Linked DNA regions of Mus musculus: region 2 is linked to region 1. The links are chromatin contacts, called in public promoter capture Hi-C maps. All regions are on one chromosome and are shown on one strand. Each heading gives the region's core, a stretch centred on a gene start, on an enhancer-like site or on the middle of the called end of the contact. The rest is flanking DNA. Distances are from core to core; before and after follow the strand shown. Region 1 holds the start of Rtn4rl2 (reticulon 4 receptor-like 2). Region 2 holds the start of Lrrc55 (leucine rich repeat containing 55).

The links. Promoter capture Hi-C pulls out the DNA fragments that hold promoters and counts their contacts.
Region 2: a promoter capture Hi-C map of hippocampal neurons shows a contact between it and region 1, with 6 times the contacts expected there. The contact joins the promoter of Lrrc55 here to the promoter of Rtn4rl2 in region 1. A contact is called at or near these places in 2 of 39 promoter capture datasets (hippocampal neurons and liver) and 1 of 9 other capture datasets (liver).

The regions. Positions count from the first base shown.
Region 1 is chr2:84,884,468-84,889,557 of GRCm38.p6, forward strand. It overlaps Rtn4rl2 (reticulon 4 receptor-like 2), which reads right to left and starts at 2,225. Exons shown (of 3, transcript NM_199223.1): 1 at 2,195-2,225. The coding sequence starts at 2,225.
Region 2 is chr2:85,195,131-85,200,271 of GRCm38.p6, forward strand. Lrrc55 (leucine rich repeat containing 55) reads right to left here and starts at 3,620. Exons shown (of 3, transcript NM_001033346.4): 1 at 3,314-3,620; 2 at 849-2,377. The coding sequence starts at 1,509.

The DNA of each region.
Region 1 (5,090 bases), core at 975-3,474:
GTCCAAGTGTAATGTGGGACCCAGAGCTGAAAGAGCACACACTGGACTGTGGACCAAGGACCTGCTCTGACCTTTCTTTCAGAGTCCCCTTCCCCCATCATACCTTCTCAATAAGATATGCTGGCCTAGAGGTAAAGGGAATATAGGTACTGTGCCCAGATGCTCAGTCTTGGAACAACCACAATACTAGCTGTTCAGGGTCGGGGGTCAGGGTCACGGGGTGGGGGTGGGGACAGGACAGGATGGACATAGGCTCTCTCCATAGATTTCCACTCCTAGGTTCCAGGCTCTGGTTACTCTAGAGCACAGCACAATTGAGAGTCAAGAAGAGGTGATCAGTGACCAAAGGCATAGCCAGATCTGGCCACAGGAGGGAGTGGAGAGAGACTACAACATGATATTGATCCCCGGAAGGCTAAGGTACCCAGAGCCAAAAGGATCCATTCACCAAGGGATCATGGTCAAAGCCCAAGGGCTGCCAGACCTTGGAGTACCCAGGATCTGAGATAAAGTTCTCAGCTTGTGCCAGCCGTTAGGCCAGAGGCCCCTGGGAATAAGAAACTTGAGGAGGAAGGGGTGGGGGGCAGTGTCCAAGGCAGGAACCAGGGTGCACCATAATAGGGCAGAGATGTCCCAGTAAAAGTAGACAGGCCTCTAGTTGTAGAAAGAAGGTGCTGGGTCCTAAATACAAGCACCATCTGCACACCTCAAACGCTGCCTCAGAGAAGAGCCAGGGGCCTGCCAGGCAGATGCTGAGGGGGCAGAGGGTGAGGAGGTGGGGGGCCTTGGGAGTGGCAGGGGGGCGATGGCATACCAGTGACGCAGGGGCCTGAGGAGGCACCGATGCAGGTGACTGGAGGCTTTAAAGCTGCTGCAAACAGCTTCTCACTCTGCCAGAATGTAACACCCCAAAATAAGCAGCTACTGTGGGGCGGCAGGATCCGACGTCGGGGCTTGGAGATATAAATGGCAGCGCTGAGGCAGCCCAGGTACCCACCCCAAGGAGGCTGCCCCCCACCCCCACACACAAAGTGCTCACGCTCCTTCCCTCAGCTCTAACCCAGACCCCGAGCTCAGGGTCCTTTGGACTAGCCCAGCAGCTACTCCTGAGAGAAGGGCTATACCAGGCAGGCGCTTTGGAATGGAGAGCTTCCCACGTGGAAGTGGTTACCAGAGCCTCTTTGTCTACTCCCTGGGCACCATCGCTTCTCTTCCATCTCCTTCTCTGGCTTCTGTTGACATCCTAATCCGTCTCAAATCACTCTACCGCGTAGGGATCCCGGCCCCCACCCCTGGTGACCATTTTCCTGGTGTCTGAGTCTTACATCTATCCTTCCTCACTAGCTTCCGCTGGTTTCTAGTCCTCCCATCCCCTTTCCATTCCAATCTCCTAGAGCCCCAGTCCTCACCCTTCCGGTTATCTCCCCCCCCCCCCCCGCTCCCCTCTAGCTTTTTATGCCCCTGTACACCTCTCTCCTGAACTGGTCACCCTCTCCTCCCTCTTCCTTGGTCTTCCCCTGGACCCCAGTTTCTGGTCGTCTAACCTTTATGCCTCCTCCTACCCCTCCTTTATCCCGCCCCCCACCTCCTCTTTCTCACCCCCACCTCCCTAGACACTTTTCTCATCCTGACTCCCCTCCTCCCTCCGACCCCTACCCTCCCCGCCCCCAGTCTCCAGCCCACACCCTTGGCTGTCACTCAGTGCTCGGAACTAGCCTCCTTTTAGCCCCTCCATCTATGCGACTAGGCAGGGCCATTGGGGAATCTCTCTCTACCCCCTTCATTCCCAGGCAGACCCCTACCCACATGGCTTGTCTTCCCAGGTGACTGGAAAGTGCTGAGACACCGGGCACGAGGAGTTGCTGAGTCGGCGCTTCCCCAGCCGGCCCGAGTCCTCAGCGTCCCCCCGGAGCAGGTGGAGCCGGGACAACAGAACCTGAGCCTCTTTCTCCTCCTCCCAGCCAGCTCGGTCTGCCCTCCGCGTCCCCCCTTGGTCACGAGCTCCCCGCACATTCCCGCAGGCTCCAAGCCCAGTGCCCTCCTGCGGCTGGCAGCTCTGGGGGCGGAGGCGCCGCTCCCGCGCTAAGCGGTTTTTTGCTCCCTACCCACCCCACCCCCTTCACTGCCCCACCCTCGTGCCCAAGGAGAGGGGCGCCTCTCTCTCTAGTGTCCTCCCGCCGGCCGGTGTCCCTACCTTGCAGCAGGCGCCGGAGCCCGGGCAGCATCTTGTCTCGACGATCGGGGGAGGGGGCGGCGGGGGGGAGGGCACTCCCACTCGCTCCCTTATCCCGCCGGACAGACGGCGGGGACTCCGCGGGGCTCCGTAAGGACCCGGGGAGTCCCGGGCTACGTAGCGGGGCTGCGGAGTTCTACCCTGCGCCCCCCGGACTCCGTGCCTCGGAAGGAGCCATCGGCCCCGACGGGACGGGGCGGGGCACGACGGGATGGAAAGGGCTGGGTTGACCCTGGACACCCGGTGTCCGCGCCCCTTCAGCAGCGCGGCCCCGCAGGGAGTCGGTTAGTCGGTCGGTCCGTGCGCCCCGGCTGCTCGCCGAGGGAGAGTGGGGACAGCGAAGAAGCGCTCCCCCCCCCCCCCCATTCCCGCACTCGCTGGCTCCTCCCTCGCTTCCCGGCCTGCCGGTTTAACCCTTTGCTGGCTACTAGGAGGAGGGAGTAGTTCTCCATCTAGACCACTCAGTCTCCGGCCCCCTCCCAACCTTGGGAGATCGGGAAGGCTGTGTTCCCGTAGCCTCTGCGGCGCCATGCCTTTAGAGAAATCCCTTCTTGGTGTGTGTGTGTGTGTGTGTGTGTGTGTGTGTGTGTGTGTGTGTGCGCGCGCGCGCGCGCATGCAGTAGTGTTAAGTCCCCTCCCCACCCCCACCCCCTGACTTGTTCAGGGTGAGGATTTCCCAACTTTCCCAGAAGATATGCAGTTTCAGAGCAGTTTCCCACTCAGCGCCCCTCCTCCTGCCCTGCCCTTCGCGATCGTTTGCGTCCCTTAAAGACTGCAAAATGTCACGTTTTCTTTTCTTCCTAGACCCTCAGGGCGGTTTGCATAGCTATAGGACCAGTGTGTCTAGGAGTTCGTGTGAGCAAGTGTATGTGCGCGTGCTCGCGCGCGCAGACGCTTGGGCAGGTGTAGCTGAGTGCTGGCCTTTTATTCCTGTCGGGAACCAGGACCAGGGCGGGAGTACTAGTGTGTGCTCGCTGGTTTCTGCTCTGGTTGAGCCACGCGAGGGCTGTGTGAAATTCTGCGCGCTCGAGTTCGGGATGGGAGGAGAAGGGAATAAATGTTCAGGTGTGTTGTATGTACCTTAAAGCTTTTTACAAATGGGTGTAAGTTTGAGCGTGCGTGCGAATTGTGTGCGTGTGTGAACGCGCGCGCGTGCGCGCGTGTATTTACGTGATATGTCCCAAAGGGTATGATTTCTTATCTCTCGCCAGAGGGCAGAAGAGGATCCAAAAGTGGTAGCAGACTGCTGGTTCACAAAAACTTCTAACCCTCTTCTTACCAAGGGGCGGATAGGGGCCTCATAGGGTCCCTAGACGCCTCTATCCTGGCGGAGTCAGCCAATCCCTGACCTCAGCGCCTTATTTTAAAAGCCTCAACGCCTTTCGCCCTAGTCTTGGTCAGTCCAAGGTGCCTAGTACACGGTTTTTGATAACCCCCGTATGAAGGGAGCCGCTTGGGGAACTGTCGCCAAGCGGCGCACGCGGGGTTGGGATTGCTGCAGTGGTGCCTACGGCGGCGGTGCCAGGGCCATCTGGATGCAGTCGGACCCTGCCTGCGAGTGGAGCGGAGGAACCCTTAGTCCAGGCACGGGCTCCTCTTCATACCTGTGCCTGGGTCCAACGCTGTGCACGGCATACAGTCGGCGCTTTATATATGCTAGTCTCATTCTTCTCATTCACTCCACGCACCTTTTATAATCTGCCATTCTTCTCTCGTACTCATTCGATTTCTCTCATTTTCTCCCCCAACTCTTATTCATATTTTATGATCCCCATCTTTAATCTCTATTCTCTTGTGCGCCGCCTTTTAGTTTCTGTCCTTTCCTCCCCAAAGATGAGATGAGTATATCTTCTGTCTTCATTGGTTCTCTTTCTCTCTGTCTCTGTGTATGTGTGTGTGTGTGTGTGTGTGTGTGTGTGTGTGTGTGAGAGAGAGAGAGAGAGAGAGGGGGGGGGGGAGAGAGAGAGAGAGAGAGAGAGAGAGAGAGAGAGAGAGAGAGAGAGAGTCCCAGCCTCCTCTTGGCCTCTCCAAGTCCGCATGTGTTTCCTCGCCTCTTTGTCTCTACTCCCTTCCTCCCTTTCATCTTGTTTCTTGGCTGGGCTGCGATGTTGGTGGTGGTAGCTGCTCTCAGACTCTTGCACCTCATTCTGGAGTGCCCCCTGGTGGTTCTATCTTACGTTGCTTCCGGGGCTCGCAGCTTGGCAGTCCCTGAATTTTCTCTCCTGCTTTTCTCTTTTTCCAGGTCAGATAGAAACAGAAAGGGGCATATTTGGGTCTCCTCTCTCTGGAATAGAGCCTTGATTTTCCTTGGGTCCTACCCTGTGCAGGGCCCGCTCCTGGAGCGTGCGCGAGGGTGTGGGGGGGTGTTTAGTGCTGGAGGGGGCGGCGGGGAGGGAGTGTTGGGGGTAGCAGGGTGGGATTTGGCGTCCTTCCCCGGAATGAGCCGCGGCACAATCTGTCGCTGGATTTGTTTGCCGAGCTGCCTCCGGAGCGCAATGGGGCTGGCTCCCGGGGAGCGAAATATCACAAGATGCGGAGACAGACGCTGAGGGGCGGGTGGGCGGCGGGCTGACTCAGGTGTGCTTCATCGACTCCCTGGGCCTCAGCTCTTCTGAGAGGGGTGGGAGGGGACACTGGCCCCCAGCACAGGCAGACAACCAAAGCTTGGAGGGGAACCCCATCCTGGGATGAGCTGTGTGGGGAAGAGGGTCCTCAGCTCCAGGCCTCTCCATCAGCCCAAGTTGGGATTCCCTAGACAGCCACAAGCTCTCTAAGCCACCGCCTTGTACAGGTGTTCGGGTTTCCCATGGTTATCTGTTGACTCACCACTCGCTCCTCTAGACTGCCAGCGTTTTGA
Region 2 (5,141 bases), core at 2,370-4,869, 310 kb after region 1:
CTCCAGTTTAACTGTCTCATTTCAGGCCCTCTCCCCAGATGCCAAACCCATGCATAGACCTTGAATATTCTGCTAAGGCTGCGTGGCCAGCTCAGAGTTTGGCTTACGTAGTTCAGGATCTGATTCTTAACAGGATGGCTAGAGAACAGCCAGACTGCCAGGATTTGAATCCTCACTCCAACCCCCTGTAGCTGAGTAATTTTGACCAAGCTACTAAATTTTCCTATACTTCTGTTTCCTCCTCATCAGGGTTCTTGTGAGGATAAGAGGAGCCGACACATGAAATATGCTTAGAATAAGGACTAGCACATAGTAAGTACTAAAATAAATAGGATTAGTCATGATTGTTTCTTTGAGTTTTCTCAGCACTGACAAGAGTTAGAGTAGTGTAGAAGTCAAATGAATGTGTTTTTATCTCCGGCTCAGCCAGTTTCTAAGGGAACGACTCTGGGGGAAGCCTTCTTAGAGGTTCTATTTCTCAGCTTTTTCACCTGTGAAATGGGGATAATAAAAATGGGGACTCATGGAGATAATGTATGCCAAGGCACTCAGCTCATCGCAGAAGGTCAACAAATACTACCAATTGCTTCTACCATACTGCTTGCTGTGTGTCTTTCTTTCTATGACCATAGGCATTATACAGGCAAGGGACCTCTGATTGTTTAGCAAATGAACTTCTTTAGCACTTAGCATGTGTCTCATATATTCAACAAATACTCATTGAACAAGAGATGGCACATAGTACTGTCACTATTACTATTGTTATTATTGTTATTATTATTATTACTATTATTACTATTACTCCCAGAAACCTTCTGCCTGGTGACCTGTCCAGTCATCTCTCTTACCCGCTGTACAGCGCTGTATCCGATTCCGCAGCCACTTCAGCAAGGGCTCCATGGTGCAGCCACATACCCATGGGTTACCCCCGATCTGTAGGGTCACCAGCCCTGGGAGGCCCTCAAGGGCTTCAAGGCTCAGAAAAGCCAGGCCGCCATAGCTGAGGTCCAGGTCTCTGAGATGCACAAGGCCCTGGAAGGCCTGGGGGTGCACCCTCCGCAGCCAGGGGTTGTGGCTCAGGTCGATATGTACCAGTCCATGAGCTTCCCGGAACATGTCAGCTGGCACATGACTGAGGTTGTTGTAGCTTAGATCCAGGTGTGCTAAGCGCTTGGCGTGGAGAAAGAGGCCAGGGGGCAGCTCCATCAAGGAGTTGTTTCGCAAATCCAGCACGCGGAGTTCCATGTAGCATGTGAGATAGCCTGGCGGTACAGCTGCAATGCGATTGTGGGCTAGGCTGAGGTTGCGGGTGTCCATTGGCAGGTCCGGGGGTACAGAGAACAGCCGCTGGTTGCTGCAGTCCACTACTTGGTTACGACATGTACAAAGGACTGGGCAACTGGTACCCGCATCAGAGTGCATCACCCCAGCTGCCAAGAGGAAGAAGACCAGCAACAAGGCTGAGTGGGGAGGCCCAGGCCAGGGAAGTTGGGCCCAGGTGTCACCCATCTTTGGCAGCTGGCAGCAGCAGTGCTGTAGGGAGCCCATGAGAGCGGTGTCCCTAGGTCCAACAGTCAAGTTACAGGGATGCTGCTACATTAGAGGCCTGAGTCTGGAAGGTGGGGCTTTTGCGAGAGTGCTATCATGGCTCAACACTTCCTTGAGAGCCTCTCAACACCCAAGGACTTCCTAAGATTCATAGGATGTCCCTTTGTAGACCCTGGGGAGCATGGACCCAGTTGAGGTACCCCAGGGTCTGAAAGGATGATCAAAGCTTAAGAAACTAGGGGAACAAGGATGGAGCTGGAACAGCTGTCAGCAGGCCCTGGAAGGGTCCCTGTAGATCTTTTGTGCTTCTGTCACCCATGCCTGCTGGATGCTTCCTCTTGTGCTGTGTCTGACAGGTGGGTGGGGCAGGGGAGGATGTGAGGGGGATGAAAGGTGCCCTTTAAAGGTCCTGGCACTTCATCTAAGAAAACTTAAGCCCTGTCCTAGGTCTGGGACTGATTAGGAAGTCAGAACGGCACCTTGATCTCCAACATTCAAGGTCCCAGAGGCCATTTCTCCTGGTGGCCCAGTGGGCATGAGTTCACAAGAGACCTGGGGCCAGAGATTTAGGATGGGGGAGAAGTATGTTCCCATGGGTCTCCTAGAAGCCTGAACATTCAGTCTCAGTGGTCTCTGGATTCTCAAGGGATGCTCTTTGCTTCCCAGAGAGGGGTGAGTCCCAAGTGACACCCACTGTCTGGACCACGAAATGTGGAAAACACCATGAGTCTGGAGGCACAGGTAAGGGTCAGTTACAAAAGCATTATCTATGTCTTCAAGCTGTCACCATGCTCAGCTGTGCACTCAGCAGGCGGAGGCAGAAGTCACTCTGTCAACAAGAAAAGCATTCAGGCAAAGAAATCTAGTGTCCTTACATCCCTGCCCCCTTGCCTTGCTCCTTTGTCTTCACTCCTCCTTACTTTACTCTTCTTTCTTCTTTGAACCTATCTGTTCCCAACCACAAAGTTCTTTGCTCACTATCTTTCAGATGAGGACCACAGTGAGCTCAGAAACCCAGTCTACACCCACCTACTAACCGCATCCATCTGACCTGAAATTCTTCTCCTAGGTTTCTGTCCGGAGTTGGGTGCATTTTCTTCTATTGCTCATAGCTCCACCCTCGTGAGCACCAAATACCCCACCCTGAAAAACTCCCCAAGAAAAACATGCATCTAAGCTCTGGCAGTTTGTACACCCCTCTTATCCACTTTTTCAGCCCCCCCCCATCTCTTTCTTACACACACACACACACACATACACACACACACACACACACACACACACACACACACACACACACACTCACACACACATACTTTCACTGTACCCCCTCCCAGCTTCTTTCTACACACATTCCCTACCCAAGTGTGCCCCGGCATCTTTTATACCACAGCACAGCCCTAACCCCAGCATCCTTTTATGTTCTACTCTCCAGCTCCCAGCCTCCTGCTTAAGCCCACACACATACTTGGTCTGGCAAAGAGATGGAGAACCTCATCCCACCCAGGGCCTCACCCCGCTGCTCATCCCTCACTCTCTGTGGCTTCAGCTTTTCTTTTACTCACCTGCTGTCCTCACTTGCCCCCACTACCCCCACCCCTTTATCCCGTCGTCGCTCGGTCATTTCCCCACCCAGTTCCCCACTGCTTCGTAGCTTCAGTCTCACCCATTGGGAAATCACCCCGGCACCCCCTTATACAGACTAATTTTTCTTAGCTTCGGGGTCTTCTGCTATACTCCCGCGGGCCCTCAGGAGACTACTCACTCTGTTCCAAGGACACAGACATCAATCTTACGCAGACGAACGGCTCTGCCTCCCTCATCCTGGAATCCCCCGCTCCTTTGCTTGCTAGCTTCCGAACAGATTGCCTATCCGGCTCTTCCCCTCCCCCGACTCTCCTCTTCCATGTCTCCTGCATCCCAGGCCAGCATCTTCTGCGGTTTCCTGTCCTGTGGTCCCTGTGCCCCTTCTTTTACGCTGAAAGGAAATTTGAGAGAGGATGCTTAGAAAGTTCACAGAATCTGAATGCCTCTTGGGAAACTCAGCTGGTGCCGAGGCTGCCTTGGTGTGTGGCTTCCGCCAGAGCCAGGTCTTCCCCTCCCTCCTCTCTCTCTCTGGCTCTCCCCCTCCCTCCATCCTTCTCTCCTCCTCTCTCTCTTTCACTCCCCTTTTTTTTCCTCGAGGGCCAGGTAATGACGTTTCACTGTCTCTTAGCAACTGCCTCCACATCTCTGAGCAACAGGGGGAACTGGCTATAGACCCCACCAAGATGAGAAAAGAGAATGAAGTACTCCTGGTGAATTTACAGCCACCCTCAGGGTCCTAGTGGGTAGGGCAAGGGGAAGAAAGGAGAGGAGGGTAGGCAGCCCCAGAACAGGGATTAGGGCAGAAGAGCAGGCAATGGAGAGAGGGCAAGAGGGCTCTCCAGGAAAGGATAGAGCATTGGTCTGAAATCTTAGATGGAACATGGAGAGTTTAAGTGCATCTCACTCCACAGGGATACAAGAGAAGGCATAAAATGGGGAGAGGAATGTAATGGGGATGGGGAAAAGCAAAATAGATGAGAGCAATGAAGGCAAGCATAATGATGGGCAGAGAAAAGAAACATGGTTGATTCTTAGTGTTTGTTTATCCGATGGGCAAATGTTTTCTATTTAGCTGCTTTATGACATCTGTGTCCAGGTTGGAGCACCAGGTGATTAGATGAAGCTTGCATATTAGAAAGAATTACAGGTGAATTATTTCCTCTGCTCCTTGTTTCTAAGCCCTTACCCCATGAGTTATCTGAGGCTAGGGGATTCAGCTGGAGTACCAATTGAGCTGAGAGCCCTTGGGATGCAAGGAAACAATTGCCTAGTTTAAATGAGGGTACCTGGACCACTACAGATTCTTGGTTATATCCTTAGGGAATGGAAGTGGCCAGTAAAAAGTATCATGGTCCTGGGTTGGGTAAAAGTCCCGCAGTACAAACACAAAACTGGGGTCTTGATCCTCAGTACTGTGTAGCTGCCTGGCACAGAGATCTTGACTCAGTGTGCAAGGTGGAGAGTTATTGAGACACCTCTGGCCTCCACATGCATGTGAACACATGTGTATGCACACATAAATGAACATGGATATGCATATATTTAATACACACACCCACACTTGCACGCGTGCGCACACACACACAGACACACACACAGACACACACACACACACACAGACACACACACACACACACACACAGATACACACACACACACACAGACACACACACACAGATACACACACACACACACACAGACACCCATGGTCAAAGAACACTATGCTTCTTTCTTCTTTCTAAGGGTTCTAGGAATCCCTTTTGTTGTTCTGTTCCCTTTAAGATTCTCATTCTATTGAGTTCAGATGAAAGTGAAATTCACACAATCTCTTTTCTTTTCTTCTCTCTCTCTCTCTCTTTCTTTCTTTTTTGTTCTTTTTTTGTTTTTTGTAGCCCTGGCTGTCCTGGAACTCACTTTGTAGACCAGGTTGGCCTCAAACTCAGAAATCTGCCTGCCTCTGCCTCCCAAGTGCTGGGATTAAAGGCGTGTGTCACCACGCCTGGTAC